Linked DNA regions of Mus musculus: region 2 is linked to region 1. Evidence: chromatin contacts called from public Micro-C data. All regions are on one chromosome and are shown on one strand. Each heading gives the region's core, a stretch centred on a gene start, on an enhancer-like site or on the middle of the called end of the contact. The rest is flanking DNA. Distances are from core to core; before and after follow the strand shown.

Region 1 (7,549 bases), core at 1,419-3,918:
CTAGAACTAGCTGCTCTTTAATTTGTTTGCAGCTCTGTGGTGCTGCCATTCATGTAACAGAGAGCAGCAGCAGGCTGCTCATCACCCGGAGTGAATACTAATGGTAACCGGAAAGAACCGGTCTATTGTCCGGTTGACAGTAGCTCCTAGTGGGATGCTCCAGTGACTTTTTAATGGTTCACATTTTTTGGCAACTTCTCTAGATTTCTAATACTGTTCAGGAGCCTGGAAAGATGCCTCAGTGGTTTTGGACACTTCTTTTTTTTTTTTTTAGACAGGGTTTCTCTGTGTAGCTCTGGCTGTCCTGGAACTCACTTTGTAGACCAGGCTGGCCTTGAACTCAGAGATCCGCCTGCCTCTGCCTCCCAAGTGCTGGGATTAAAGGAGTGCGCCACCACTGCCTGACACTTCTTGCTCTAGCAGAGGATGCAGGCAGTGAACAAATATATTTACGGAAACTCAAGTCTACCTCCTGGCTGGCTCCACTGAGGTGTAAGAGACCGAAGGGGTGTCTGTGCCAGATAAACGGTAGGGAAAGTCCTGACTGCAGCTGTGTTTACAAAGGTGTCAAAGATACTTTATAAGGAAGGTGTCGCAGCATCCTCGTGCGGTGGATGCGGGCTGATTGGAATGTGCGCCGGTAGCCGAGATGTGTTTGTAAGAGTGACTCACCTAAGCGGTTATTTCTCTGGGGTGAGCATGTCTGTTCTACTCAGTTCAGGATGCATCGTGATGGTGTGTGTCAGCTGAGCCCACCCAGACTTGGTTCCACTCCTTAATCACACAGCGAGGCTATTAGATGGGGTGGGCTGGACGCATGCGCAAAAGGTGAGGCATGAAACAGGTATGGGTTAACTACCCTTGAGTTTTGTACATGAATGAACTAGCAACTGTGGTTGGAAGCTAACTGCCAATCTTTGTCGCTCTAGTGAGCCCCTGTGAAAGGTCAGGGGCTCAGGGGGGGTTATCAAGGTGTGTTCTTTATTTTTTCCTCTCTGGAGCCGCAGCGACTTCTACAGACACCACACAGACAGAGCAGCGCCCCGCCATCACAGAGAGTGTAAGGGAGATTGGGAAAAGATGTTTTTCAGGCAGGCACAATGCCACCTCACACAGAATTCAGCCTCTTCAAGTATGAAAGAGAGGCCGGGACTCAACTCTCTCGTTTGCTTTGCCCTCATCGATAGTCCTTAAAAGCCCCGTAATATGAGCATTTTCCTGTTCCCACTGAGAAATGCAAAACCCGAGCGAAGCTAATAGGAGTCCTTGCATTTGCCCTTATAGGACTCACAATTTAAATAGTGATGCCAGCAAGGTAGCGCGGTAGGTAAAGGTGCCAAACCTGATGAGCTGAGATTCATTCTGGAGCCCACGGGGTAGAGAGAGAACCACCCCACAGACTGTCCTCTGAACTCCACATAGTCACTGCGTGCACACAAAGTTAAAGATTTTATTAACTTTAAAAGATTTATGATTTTTTTTTTTTTTTTTTTTTTTTTGGTTTTTCGAGACAGGGTTTCTCTGTATAGCCCTGGCTGTCTTGGAACTCACTTTGTAGACCAGGCTGGCCTCGAACTCAGAAATCCACCTGCCTCTGCCTCCCAAGTGCTGGGATTAAAGGCGTGCGCCACCACGCCCGGCCCTAAGATTTACGATTTTATGTGCATGAGTGCTTCACTTACATGTATGTCTATGTACCACCTGTGTGTCCAGTGCCTGCAGAGGCAGGGCTGGAGTTATAGACAACTGTGAGCTATCACCTAGTTGCTGGGAACATAGTCTGGGTCCTTTGCAAGGGCAACAAGTGTTGAGCCATCTCGCTAGCCTCCACATAAATTTTAAAGTATGATAGGAGGAAGGAGGAAAAGAGAGAGAGAAAAAAATAGATTAGTGGGTGCGAAGTTACAGTTAGGAAAAAGAAACCCTTTGAACTATTACACAGTAAGGTGAATATATGTGTGTGTGTGTGTGTGTATTTGTGTATATACTATATATTTATATATTGTATACATTGTATATATAGTATATACATTGTATATAGATTATATGTTGTACATATACAATATAATGTATATTCATATACAAATATACACATGTATACATATATAAGACATCATTGTTCTCTCTAATATAGATATTTATATTGATTATAAATATAAAATATATATTTATACATGTATTGTATATATTTTTAAAATTTATTGTGTATGACTATTTCACTGGCTTTATGTATGTGCAGCATGTGTATGCATTGCTCATGGAAGTCAGAATAGAGTGCTGTATCCTCTGAAACTGGCGTTAAAGATGGTCGTTGCAGATTATTGGATTATGGTTCATAGAAAACCTAATTGTTAGTAAAATATACAAGCTTAGAAAGATCCTGAATTTCTGAGTTCGAGGGCAGCCTGGTCTACTGAGTGAGTTCCAGGACAGCCAGGGCTACACAGAGAAACCCTGTCTCGAAAAAAACAAAAAAAGAAAGAAAAGAAAAGAAAAGAAAAGAAAGGAAAGGAAAGGAAAGGAAAGGAAAGGAAAGGAAAGGAAAGGAAAGGAAAGGAAAGGAAAGGAAAGATCCTGAAGTTTGGGTGTGCCTCTAAAGGCTTGATAAATAAGAATCGAAAGTTCCTGTCTATTTTAAGGCAAATTGCTTGGGAGTGGTCTTGTGGTTACTAGGGTGAAATGGTTCAGCCTCTATAGACTTGGATTGGAGCCCCACCCCATGACGGTGACATGGTCAAGTGTGTAGGGGAGGAGCTAGAGATTTCTTTATAGCAGCTGGACTTTTGAGGGCGCTCTTCTGGGGCACTCTCTTTGGGGTCTCTTGTGTTTGGCTTAGAAGAGCTTCATGGAGGAAGCCTCAGGTTAGCGATAGGGATTCTCCAGGTTAGCGATAGGGATTTTCTCGCTGGGCTTGCAGAGAAGCAGCTGGCAGGACACAGATAAAACAGGATTTGAGGGAAGAGACCTAAGGAGCCCTTGTGAATTTGGAGGAGCTCAAAATAAAGATAGATTAGTGTGGTGTGGTAGGATAAAAAGAGATTTCTAAAGAGCTAGCAGTTTAGTTGTAGAATCAGGCTTGTAAAGAGATTATTTTGTAAATAGTTTTAAAAAAAGGTTGCCTTGGTAAGCTAGCAGGTTTTTACCATAGCTCCTGCCCCACATGCTTTTATTGGTATAAATATTAGTTCATTTTAAAAGGATAAAATTCTAGCCACCAGGTATGCGCCAGGAATGGAACCCGGATCCTCTGCAAGAGACTTCAGTCCTGGATTCACAGAGGTGAAGGTGTTCTTGTAGTCAGAGGTCGTCCCTAACTTATGCTTCCTCCTCTTGTGGGATGGCTCAGATTAGACCCATCTCCTGAAATCAGGGCCGCTCTTTGTTGTAGAGCAACGTCCCCAGAACAAACCAGCAACCATCTTCAACCAATCAACACACCCTACTGGTGGGTCTCTGTGAGTTCGAGGCCAGCCTGGTTTACAGAGCTAGTTCTAAGCACAGCCAGGGCTGCACAGAGAAACCCTGTCTCAAAAAACAAAATAAAAATTTAACGTTTTGGGATATAGGGGTGTAGTTGTACCTCTTATTTTCCATACCGTGCACCTTTGTTTTGTGTTGTCTATGAAAGATGAGGAGGGCCTGGTGTTTGGGAGCCATCCATGCCCTGCATTAGTTCTGGTTTGGAGGCTGAGGAGCTGGAGAAAGTGACCATCCCGCACTGGGAGGGTCAGCACCTCAGGATCCAGGAGGAGACATCACACATCCTTGAGGAAGTTTCTAGGTTTGGTTAAAATAGAAGTGGAAAGACCCACCTTAAATGCGGGTGGTATGATCCCGAGAGCAGAGATCCTGAAGTGAATAAAGAAGGGAAATGGAGGGCTGGAGGGGCAGGCTCAGCGGTTATAAGCACTTGCTGCTCTTGTAGAGGACTTGGGTCTGTTCCTAGCACCCACATGGTGGCTCACGGTCATCCATAACTCCAGTTCCAGGAGATCTGATACCCTCTTCTAGACTCCGAGGGTACTAGGTAGACAGCACACGCGTGAACACACACACACACACACACACACACACAGAGAGAGAGAGAAAGAGAGAGAGAGAGAGAGAGAGAGAGCAAGCGAGAGTAACTGCATTCATCTTTTATTCATCTTTTCCCTCTGTTTCCAGATATTGGATACAATGCGACTACCGATCTCTTCAGGTTCCTGCTGCCAGCCTCCCCCACCGTGATGGACTATACCCTAGCATTCCAGTCAAAATAAAGCCAACTTGCCCAAGTTCTCTTTGTCAGGTGTTTTGTGGTAGCAGGAAGAAAGGTCACAAATGCACCCTCTACTAGAACTTTTGTGGGTGCTGGGGATTTCACCCAAGGCTTCCTTAGTGCCAAGTAGGAGCTCTACCACTGAGCTGTGCTCCCCGCCTCTGCCGGTAAGTGCTGCACATGACCAATGCATGAATCAAGTATCTGTGGCCACTTCCCTCCCGAATTCCTTCCGAATGTTTCAAGGTGTCACTACCTGAGCATTCTAACTGTGTGCTCATCACCCTCGGTTTTACTCACGTGTGTAAATGTTTCGGGGGCTGTGGCTTTGCCTCTCGGGGCAGAGGTCAGTGTATAATGGCCTCAGTCATCAATTAAAGAGGCTTTACCGACCCGAACAGGCTGGCTCGGCTCACAAGCTGCCACTTTTAAAAAATCGCAGTGAGCAGCTGCTTCTTAGGTCCAGACCACAAGATGAGCAGCCATTCCTCCTCGAGGAGCCCAGAACACGGCGAGGCTTGATCTTTGGAAGAGAGGCAGGAAAGGAAGACACCGTGTCAAGTCTTAGAGAAACACAGAGGCCTAGGTCATACTTTATTTTTTAAAAAATTATATATGTATATATGTGTGTGTGTGTAAATATAATATAAATTTAAATATAATATACATGTAAATATATAAATATATATTTATGCGCATTTGCCTGAGTGTATGTGTGTGTACCACATGTATACAAGCGCCCATAAACTCGATGAAGGTGTCAGAGCCCCTGAAGGTAGAGTTTCAAGTGGTTATGGGTGACATAGGTGCTGGGAACCAAACCCAGGTCCTCTGCAAAAGCAACAAATGCTCTCAAGTGCTGAGCCATCTCTCTCTCCTTTGTTTCTTGAGGCGGTGTCTCACATAGCCCAGGCTAGCCTCACACTCTCCTTGTAGCTGAGAATGACCGTGAACTTCTGACCCTCCTGCTTCTACCTTCTAGATGGTGAGATCACAGTACCCATCACCGTCCCTACTTTATACAGTGCTGGTGACCAAACTCAGGGCTTCTTGTATGTGACGTAAGCTCTCGACTGAATTACATCTTCCTAACTCTGTAGTTTATACTTGCCTCAGACTCACAATCCTCCTGCCTCAGCCCTGAAGTGCTAGGATTACTGTGTTCAGCACACCTAACTTGTGTTTGTATTTTTTAAAAAAGATTTATTTATCTTATTTTCTGTGTGTGAATACACTATAACTGTCTTCAGACACACAAGAAAAGGGTATCGGGTCCCATTACAGATGGTTGTGAGCCATTACAATGTGGTTGCTGGGATTTGAACTCAGGACCTCTGCAAGAGCAGTCAGTGCTCCCAACACTGAGCCATCTCTTCAGCCCTTTTGTTTGTATTTTTGTGTTTTCTTTCTGACTGCCACTTCCCCTTTTCTGTGCTCTCTCCCCTTCCCCCTTTGCCCTTTCTGCCTTCTCTTCAGCCTCTCAACATTCCTTCTCCTTCCCCTTCATCTTTCCTACAGTTTCTTCTTTCTTTTCTTTCTGTCTCTCCCTGTGTCTCAGCAAAGTTCTCTCTCACACCCCAAACCCACTCCTGCCTCCTTTCTACCCCAGTTCCCAATACTCCCTCAAATGCATCCTGTGGTGGTTTGAGTAGGAAAGTCCCTCATAGGCTCTGGTATTGAACACTTTGTCTCCAGTTGGGGTCGCTGTTGGGTAGGTTTAGGAGACTGACACTGGCAGAGGAAGTGTCCCTGTGGGTGGGCTTTGTTTATGACTTTACCCTCCTAGTTTGCTCCATCTGCTCTGTGGTTTTGGTTGAGGCTCTGAGCTCTCACATAAGACCAGCACACGATCAAGATAGTAGACACCCCAGCATGAATGGGGAGAGACTCGGGAGATCTCACCCCAAACTCACTCCATCTGAGGAGCTATTGTCAGCTGCTGGCTGCTGGTGCAGGTAGATGGTTCTCCTCTGGGGGTGTGGCCAATGGTAGATCATCCATGTTCCTTTAGGCAGCTCCTGCTTACTCAGTGAGTCACTGGAAAAATAAAGAAAATGTGAAAATATGAACGGGGTGTGCTGGGGTGTGCTGGGTGGACTGGGGTGTGTGTGGGTGAAGGTGAGGGGTTGTTTTGGGGTGTGAGGCATTGTGAGAGGGATATGTTGGCACAGAGGAGCTGAAAGTGGGTATGGTCAAGGTCCAGTATATACATGTATGTAATTATTAAAGAATAAATGAAAGCTCTGGCCAGAGATGTCCTGAAATCCTCATTTTTCTTGCTTCCTTCCCATTCACGCTGGGGATCCCCTGGCTGTGTGTGTGTTTGTTTGCTGGGGCTTGGTGGAGCTTTCTGGCCTGATTCTGTCCTCCATTTTCCCCTTGTTCAGTGGTCAACCTGCTCTTGGTTTTTGCTTTTGTTTGTGTTTTGTTCCGTACTCCTTATACTGCCCTGCTGGCTGGCTTCCTGTTATGGCAGGCCTAACTCCTGACTCCTCTGTGTGGCATCCTTAGCGCTGTGTTAACCCCACCGTTTTTCCTGTGCTACGCTTTCTAGCTCCACAATCTTTCTGACCCTCGTTGGCCGCGCCCTGGCTTGTAGTTGCAGCCTGTATTCTTGGATTCTTGTTTCTTTCCCCAAATTCTTCATGGTCCACCTGTCTCCTGCCTGTGAGCAGCCCCACCTCTGAGCCAAGTTTCTAGCCTCCCTCTGGGGCAGGACAATTGAAAAGCCTTGGGCACAGCCTGCCACTCATCTGTCTATAAACCTGTCTCTTTGCCCACACGGTGACCTGCAGGTCATCCCTGGAGCCTTCCCCGCCCTGTGTGTCCCGTCTCCCCATCTTCTTGGGACCTTCTCAGGCTCCAAGCAGGCTCTTTGTACATTTAATGCAAGGATGAAGGAAGGATGGAGGTCTTAAAATAAAGGTATGGCTGAAGAGGAGAGAGCTCTGTGACGAATCAGGTAGCTGAGCAATGAATCACTGCTTCAGGATATCATTTTATAAAACCCTTTACATTGTTCTTATTTTAACGCGGTAAAATTTACAACACTGTAATGTACAGATCTTTTTTTCCCCCCCTGTGGTTTTTCGAGACAGGGTTTCTCTGTGTAGCCCTGGCTGTCCTGCTGGAACTCACTTTGTAGACCAGGCTGGCCTCGAACTCAGAAATCTGCCTGCCTCTGCCTCCCGAGTGCTGGGATTATAGGCATGTGCCACCATGCCCGGATGTTGTTTTCTTCTTCTTCTTCTTCTTCTTCTTCTTCTTCTTCTTCTTCTTCTTCTTCTT
Region 2 (7,549 bases), core at 222-2,721, 250 kb after region 1:
CAAGCAAACTACCAATACACATAAAAACCTCTTTTAAAAAGAGAAACAACAACAACAAAGGGAAGGGTCTAGTAAGCAGTATCTAGAATGTAAGCAGTATCTAGAATGTAGTAAGCAGTATCTAGAATATAATCGTGTTGTACCAGTGAAAGGAAGGAGGATCCCTGTGAGTTCAAGGCTGACCTGCTAAGTTAGTTAGTTCGAGGTTAGCGGAGGCACATAGTGAGACCCTTCTTTGGCTTAAAGAAAATGAATCAAAGACATGCAATCAACATACAGCTCAAGTCATCTTTTAAATAAAAGAACATTTAACCGGGTAGTGGTGGTGTACACCTTTAATCCCAGCACTTGGGAGGCAGAGGCAGGCAGATTTCTGAGTTCGAGGCCAGCCTGGTCTACATAGTGAGTTCCAGGACAGCCAGGGCTACACAGAGAAACCCTGTCTCGAAAAACAAAAAACCAAAACAACAACAACAACAACAAAGAACATTTAAGTTACATCAATACTCCTTTATTCATTAAAAATATTTCAATTTTGGTTATGCCAACAATGAAAGCGATTATTGATTATTTCGTGCTACTTGAATTTGTCTCATTTACTTTAGGAACACGGATAAGTCATCCAACTTAAAGCTTCAAACGTCTGGCGATTTATTATGGACATATTGAAAAAACCAACGGGAAAGAACTATACAAGCCACTTTCCTGGAATACCTTCATGTTTTATTATAATGAAATAAATTATTTTATTATACTTTTCTCCTCTTTTGAAAGACGACGACAGACTTTGAGGTTTTAGCAAAACAGCTTGCTGTATTTAGGATCTTCCATTTAGGAAGATGACCTCAAAATGTCCGTCATTGGCCAGGCGTGGTGGCACACGCCTTTAATTCCAGCACTCGGGAGGCAGTGGCAGGCGGATTTCTGAGTTCGAGGCCAGCCTGGTCTACAAAGTGAGTTCCAGGACAGCCAGGGCTATACAGAGAAACCCTGTCTCGAAAAACCAAAAAAAAAAAAAAAAAAAAAAAGTCCGTCATTTTATACATTAATACGTACATACATAGATGTGGAAGAAAAGCAAGTAAACAGTCCAAATCAAACGGAAATAAAATCCCTCTGCAATAGGGAGTTCTAAAGTGCCACGCCTACAGGGTGTTTTCCAATCTGCAGCCTCCAGCCACGACTGCTGCCTGCAACCCCCCATTTCTCGTGAGTCAGCTGGCGCCATTTCTGGGATGACCGAGAAGGGCGCTCTGGCCTTGGAATGACTTCTATGATAGAGCCCTTCTAGCCGCCGCCGGTAACTGGCGCCAGACTCTCTGGTAGGCGTTTGGAAATCTGCGCGGGAAGTAGTCCGTGGATGACGTAGCGACGGAGGGTTGGCCTAGGGCACTACCCAATCACGGTGCGGGATTCTCAGGCCACACCCTCCTGATTAGCGTTTTCTTCAGCCTGTTTCCCGCCGGTAGCCGCACATTTGAGCTGTGAGGAGGTGAGGCAGGGGCGGGGCTTCCGACTTGAATCAATCGGCGCGCTTCCAGCAGTAAAAGACAGTTCCAGGAGCCAATCAGCCCACCGACTCTCTTCCGGGATTCGCACTCCCGCCACCTGGTAGCGGCCGTTACTGGTGGCGCGCGCGCGCGGATTCAGTCGGTGAGTTCGGCAGCCCGCGCCCGGGTTACCATCTTTGATTCCTCCTGAGGGCGGGAGGGGCGTGCCCTAGGTGTCACTGGGCTGAGGTAATTTGGGTTGCGGTTTTAGGTTTTTTTATGCTAATCCTTGCTTGGCGCCCTGGCCCGGGTGTAGGTTTGGTGACACGGAAACCTTAGGCCACGAGGGAACGAACTCCAGCGTAGGTACCAAAGATGGTTGCCCTTCACTTGGAGCAAAGGGTCGTAGGCGTCTGCTGGGTTGGCAGGACGGAGTTTACTTCTTGGGGTACACTACTTTTCCTTTCAGCGTTTTCCCCGTGTGTGACATCTTTATAGGTAAAATCCACCCATGCAGTTTTGAATTTCTGTCTCTAGTTTGTCTGTTAGTAACGCCGGCTATGTAGTTACCATGAGAGCAGGATTCATTTTGAGGATGCATGCCCAAATACTGACCGGTACCAGGTGTGCATAATTCCTGCAGAGTAAATAGGACGGACCCGAGTAGGGGAGGTGGGGATGTAGATACAGTTCCACCCGTACTGATCTGGAAAGAGATGTCAAAGACAGAAAGGGGGCCGGGCGGGCGTGGTGGGGCACGCCTTTAATCCCAGCTCTGGGGATGCAGAGGCAGGCAGATTTCTGAGTTGGAGGCCAGCCTGGTGGTCTACAGAGTGAGTTCCAGGACAACCAGGGCTACACAGAGAAACCCTGTCTCGAAAACAAGCAAACAAAGACAGAAAGGGTCTTGCCAAGGAGCTACTTTAATTCTGTGAACTTAGCAGCCACGAGAAAACGCTAGGAGTGATTTAGAGACGGTCCTTAACCCATCTATGTTGACGTTTCTCATCTGGGAAAAAAAAAAAAAAAAGAACAACCATACTTTTACAGGGTTCTTCTCAAGAACAAATGAATCAGTCAACCTAATGTGTTAAAACTGTTTAACATATAAACCCCTCTTTATATGTTAGCTTCTCTGGTTCTTTGCACTTCAAGCTGAAGTATGCTGATGAGAGTGTATAAACTGGGGGCTTTGTGACTCATTTCTATTTACATGCTGTGTTATTCTGAGCAAATCAATTTTTGGAGTTATTACTTCCCTGTCTCGTTTGGCTATTATGCCTGATACAACACAATACTCAATAGAGGATTATGAAATCAATTAGGGAGTGGTAGATGGGCTTTTAAAAACTAGAACATGTACAAGACCCTAAGTTTGATCATCACTAGTTTTCCTGTGTGTGTGTAATATCTGACCCATCAGATCCCATTACGCATGTCTGTGAACCGTGTAGTTGCTAGGAATTGAACTCAAAACCTCTGGAAGAGTAATCAGTGCTCTTAACAGATGAGCCATCTTTCCAGGCCCAGAAACAGTATATTTCACATACCATTGTTTCTCAAAGCCCATACCCTCACACAGGTGAGTGCGTGGCTCCAAGGAGGGTGTCAGATACCCTGGAATTTGAATTACAAACTGTTGTGAACCAGTGTGGGTTCTGAGAACTGAACCTAGGTATTCTAGAAGAGCATGCAGTGCTTTTAACCACTGAGCCACCTTGCTGGTTTTTGTTGTTGTTGTTTTTTAAAGGGGTCTTACTGTGTTGTCCATGCTAACTTGGAAGTCTTGGACTCAAGCAATTACATTGTTTCAGCTGCCCTCAGCTGGAACTGTGGGTATACACCACCTCAGTCCAGCTTACCATGTTTTTTTATGCTTTAAACGAAGTACCCATCTGTGGGCTGAGGCTATAGTTTGGTGGTAGAGCATTTGTTTTGGTGTGGGAGGCTCTAGATTCAGTCTGTAGTATCTAAAAACAAACAAATCCCATAAAGTATCCCTTTCTATATAATGGTATACTTTGTGTCATGGCCAGAAGTATAAATATGTACGTGTTCCGTTTTGGATGGCAAGGTCTCACTGTAGCCAAGGCTGGTTTCTACATTTTTTAAAAAAGATTTATTTTATGTATATGTGTACACCACTGCTCTTTTCAGACACACCAGAAGAGGGCACCAGATCCCATTGCAGATGGTTGCGAGCCACCATGTAGTTGTTGGGAATTGAACTCATGACCTCTGGAAGAGCAGTCAGTGCTCTTAACCACTAAGCCATCTTTCCAGCCTCCCCCCCACCCCACCCCCTTTTGAATCCATGATCTAGCTACTTCTGGCTAGCCTGGAACTTGCTATATAGACCAAGTAGACATCTGCCTACCTCTGTCTTCTCATTGCTATAATCAAAGCTGTACATCACCATGCCTGGTAAGGTCTCTAGTTCTTTTTTTTTTTTTTTGGTTTTCTGAGACAGGGTTTCTCTGTGTAGCCCTGGCTGTCCTGGAACTCACTCTGTAGACCAGGCTGGCCTCGAACTCAGAAATCCGCCTGCCTCTGCCTCCCGAGTGCTGGGATTAAAGGCGTGCACCACCACGCCCGGCTTCTCTAGTTCTTAATTTTTCTGCTTCATCTCAGATGCAGGGATTATAGATATATGCCAACATGCTTTTATCAAATAGATTTTTTTTTCCTTATTGGTAGTACTAAGAATTGAACACTTGGCCTCACATAGGCTAAGCAAACATTCTATTTCTGGCATACTCTCCCACCCCTGAATATTGTTACATGCTTTAGAATAACTGATAGGAAATCATCACCTCATGGTTGTTCACATCTTTAATCCCAGCACTTGGGAAGCAGAGGCAAGGGGATCTCTGAGTTTGAGGCCAGCCTGGTCTGATTATGTGTTTCCTTTACAGATCATGGAAAGCACCCAGGTGATTGACTGGGATGCTGAAGAAGAGGAAGAGACAGAACTATCCAGTGGCTCCTTGGGGTATAGTGTGGAGCCTATAGGGCAGCTACGTCTCTTCAGTGGAACTCATGGACCAGAAAGAGGTCAGGAGATATTGGGAACTAAAGTATGATTGTGGGTCTTTCTTAGAAGAAGTTGGAAGTTGGAGGGTTGGTAGAACCATTTATATATATGTACACACACATACATACATATACATACATAAGTACATACACATATACATATGTATATAAATAAGTATGTAGTGTGTGTGTATATATATATATGTATATATATATATATACACACACACACACACATACACATATGTTTCAAAGGGGATATGAATAACTGTACCACTAAGGATGCCAAAGAGGCCACCTGAGTTGACTGTTCGAGGCTGGTTCTGGGATTTTCTTGGAGTGATTTTCTTTTGTCAAGAGAAAATGAAGAGCTTCAAATAAAACTACAATGTGGGGGGTGAAAAGATGGCTCAGTGATTAAGAGTGCTTACTGCTCTTGGAGAGGTTTAGGTTCTCAGCACCTACATGGTGGTTCACAACCACCTGGAGCTCTAGTTACAGGGGGCCTGACACTATCTTCTGACCTCAGGATACCAGCACACATGTGATAGACATGAATTCATGCAGGTGCACACATACACACTGTGGGTGTTGGTGACTGTGGAAGGACAGTGGCTGTATAATAAAACGGGACAGCATACGTGCAGTGATTGAAGTGGTTAGAGTTGTATTGTGTGTAGTGTGTTTCCTTTATTTTTGTTTTTCCTTTGAGTCAGGGTCTCTCTATATAGCCTGTGCTGCTCTGGAATTCACTATGCAGACCTGACTGGCTTCACAGAGATTCACTTCTCTCTGCTTCCCACGTGCTGGAATCAAAGGCGTGTGCCACACTATACCTAGCCTGTATTATATGTACTTAATCACACAAAAGCACCCATTGGGCATGGTGGTACATGTTTGTGATCCCTGTACTAAGGAGGGTACTCTAGAATTTGAGGGTAACCTGGGCTATATAGTAAGTTTGAAAATCATCTGGGTTACATGATAAGACCCTAAATCAAAACAACAAAACAAGAGCTATAGTTCAGGGGGAAAGTGTTTAGCTAGCATGCATGAAGCTCTGTTTTCAAGTCTAAGCAATTGAGAAAAGACAAAAATGTGACTAGATAGAATATTGCTGATGAGTAGTGTATTATAAATGCTCTTCTATGCTGGCATGCCCTCAGGGTTTTGTTGTTGGTCGTTTTTTAACGCCTGTAAGAGCTCTGAGTGAGCAGTAGGGTATCTAACCAGAACATCTTCAGGGCAGGACTCTGGCCTTACTCTCATATTTTTTCTCTGATCCTCAGATTTCCCCCTCTACCTTGGCAAGAATGTAGTTGGTCGAAGCCCTGACTGCTCTGTGGCCCTGCCTTTTCCATCCATCTCCAAACAGCATGCAGTAATTGAAATCTCAGCTTGGAACAAAGCCCCTATCCTCCAGGATTGTGGGAGCCTCAATGGCACTCAAATCGTAAAGCCTCCTAGGGTCCTACCTCCTGGAGTGAGCCATCGTCTGAGGGACCAGGAATTAATTCTGTTTGCAGATTTTCCCTGCCAGTACCATCGCCTGGATGTCCCACCACCCTTGGTCCCTCGGAGTCTTCTAACTATAGAGAAAACCCCCAGAATACGGATAGAATCCCAAAATTCCAGAGTTTTGTTGGCTGCCGATTCAGAGGAAGAAGGGGGTAAGTTTGTGCCTTTGGCATAGGTATGAAAAGACAGGGATGATGGCTATAAACTCAATTTATTCTTTCCTGTTCTTGCCAGATTTTCCTTCTGGAAGGTGTGTGGCGAATGGACAAAGGAATACAGCATCCCCTTCAGCAACAGTAGTTCCAGAAAGGTGGGTACCAAAGTACCAGATACCTGAATATTTATGTTTGCTTGCTTTTGTTTTTGTTTTTGTTTTTGTTTTTTTGAGACAGGGTTTCTCTGCGTAGCCCTGGCTGTCCTGGAACCAACTTTGTAGACCAGGCTGGCCTCGAGCTCAGAAATCTGCCTGCCTCTGTCTCCTAAGTGCCGGGATTAAAGGGGTGCGCCACCACTGCCTGCCAGATGATTATCTTGAAAGGTGGCACTAAGAGCCTCTGAATAATATTTCCCCAGCTGAATTAAACCATAATGAGCACTACTACTACTACCACTTCCTCTTCTTCCTCTTCTTTTTCTTCTTTTTAAGGATTTATGTATTATATTTATATGAGTACACTGTAGCTGTTTTCAGACACAGCAGAAGAGGGTGTCAGATTCTATTACAGATGATTGTGAGCCACCATATGGTTGCTGGGAATTGAACTCAGGACCTTCAGAAGAACAGTCAGGGTTCTTTTTTGTTTTTTGTTGTTGTTGTTGGTTGTGGTCCGCCCCCCCCCCCCCCTTCCGAGACAGGGTTTCTTTGTATAGCCCTGGCTGTCCTGGAACTCACTTTGTAGACCAGGCTGGCCTCGAACTCAGATCAGTCAGTGGTTTGTTGTTGTTGTTTTTAATATTTATTTATTTATCATATGTAAGTGCACTGTAGCTGTCTTCAGATACACCAGAAGAGGGCATCAGATTTCGTTACAGATGGTTGTGAGCCACCATGTGGTTGCTGGGATTTGAACTCAGGACCTTTGGAAGAGCAGTCAGTGCTCTTAACCGGTAAGCCATCTCTCCAGCCCGAGCACTTCTGATATACTCAGTGGAGATGAGAAGACAGCTACCAGCAGTGCCTGCTTTCAAGGTCTTCATAGCTGAATGGGGTGTCTCTATCCAGGACATACTTTCTATGGATTCTTTTTCTTTGCAGTGATGAAGAGGTCTCTTCTCCGGCCCCAAGTGTCCCCGGGCCATCTTCACCCTTTGGTTTGGGCAGTGACACTGATGAAGAACAAGGTCAGCAACCAGGAGTAGAGGAGTCCTCTTTAGCTGACAGCAGTGGTGCTGCAGGGGAAGCTGAGCAGCCTGAAGCTAACGGAACGACAGCTGGCATACAGGCTCAGCCTACTGAGCACAAATTGAAGGACACAAAAGTCAAGAAGGAGGCAGGCAGGGCAGGGGTC

What was found. Hi-C and Micro-C count contacts between places; a contact is called where the count stands out from the background.
Region 2: a Micro-C map of embryonic stem cells shows a contact between it and region 1, with 3 times the contacts expected there. The contact joins the promoter of Mdc1 here to the enhancer-like site in region 1. A contact is called at or near these places in 4 of 39 promoter capture datasets (the 3T3-L1 cell line, cranial neural crest, embryonic stem cells and 1 more), 1 of 484 Hi-C or Micro-C datasets (embryonic stem cells) and 6 of 115 datasets of contacts at active chromatin or transcription factors (embryonic stem cells, forebrain, memory CD8 T cells and 3 more).

The regions. Positions count from the first base shown.
Region 1 is chr17:35,591,298-35,598,846 of GRCm38.p6, forward strand. It overlaps Gm41577 (a long non-coding RNA gene), which reads left to right. Exons shown (of 3, transcript XR_876776.1): 3 at 4,168-4,277. Among named protein-coding and RNA genes, the nearest start is that of Gm41577, 6.5 kb to the left of the region's middle. Within about 2 kb of position 2,669, at least 8 of the 459 cell types and tissues checked have an H3K27ac peak or open chromatin away from gene starts, as enhancers often do. A contact at or near this core is called in embryonic stem cells, where this site is marked.
Region 2 is chr17:35,840,027-35,847,575 of GRCm38.p6, forward strand. Mdc1 (mediator of DNA damage checkpoint 1) reads left to right here and starts at 1,472. Exons shown (of 16, transcript NM_001010833.2): 1 at 1,472-1,653; 2 at 4,406-4,544; 3 at 5,813-6,193; 4 at 6,276-6,351; 5 at 7,297-7,549. The coding sequence starts at 4,409.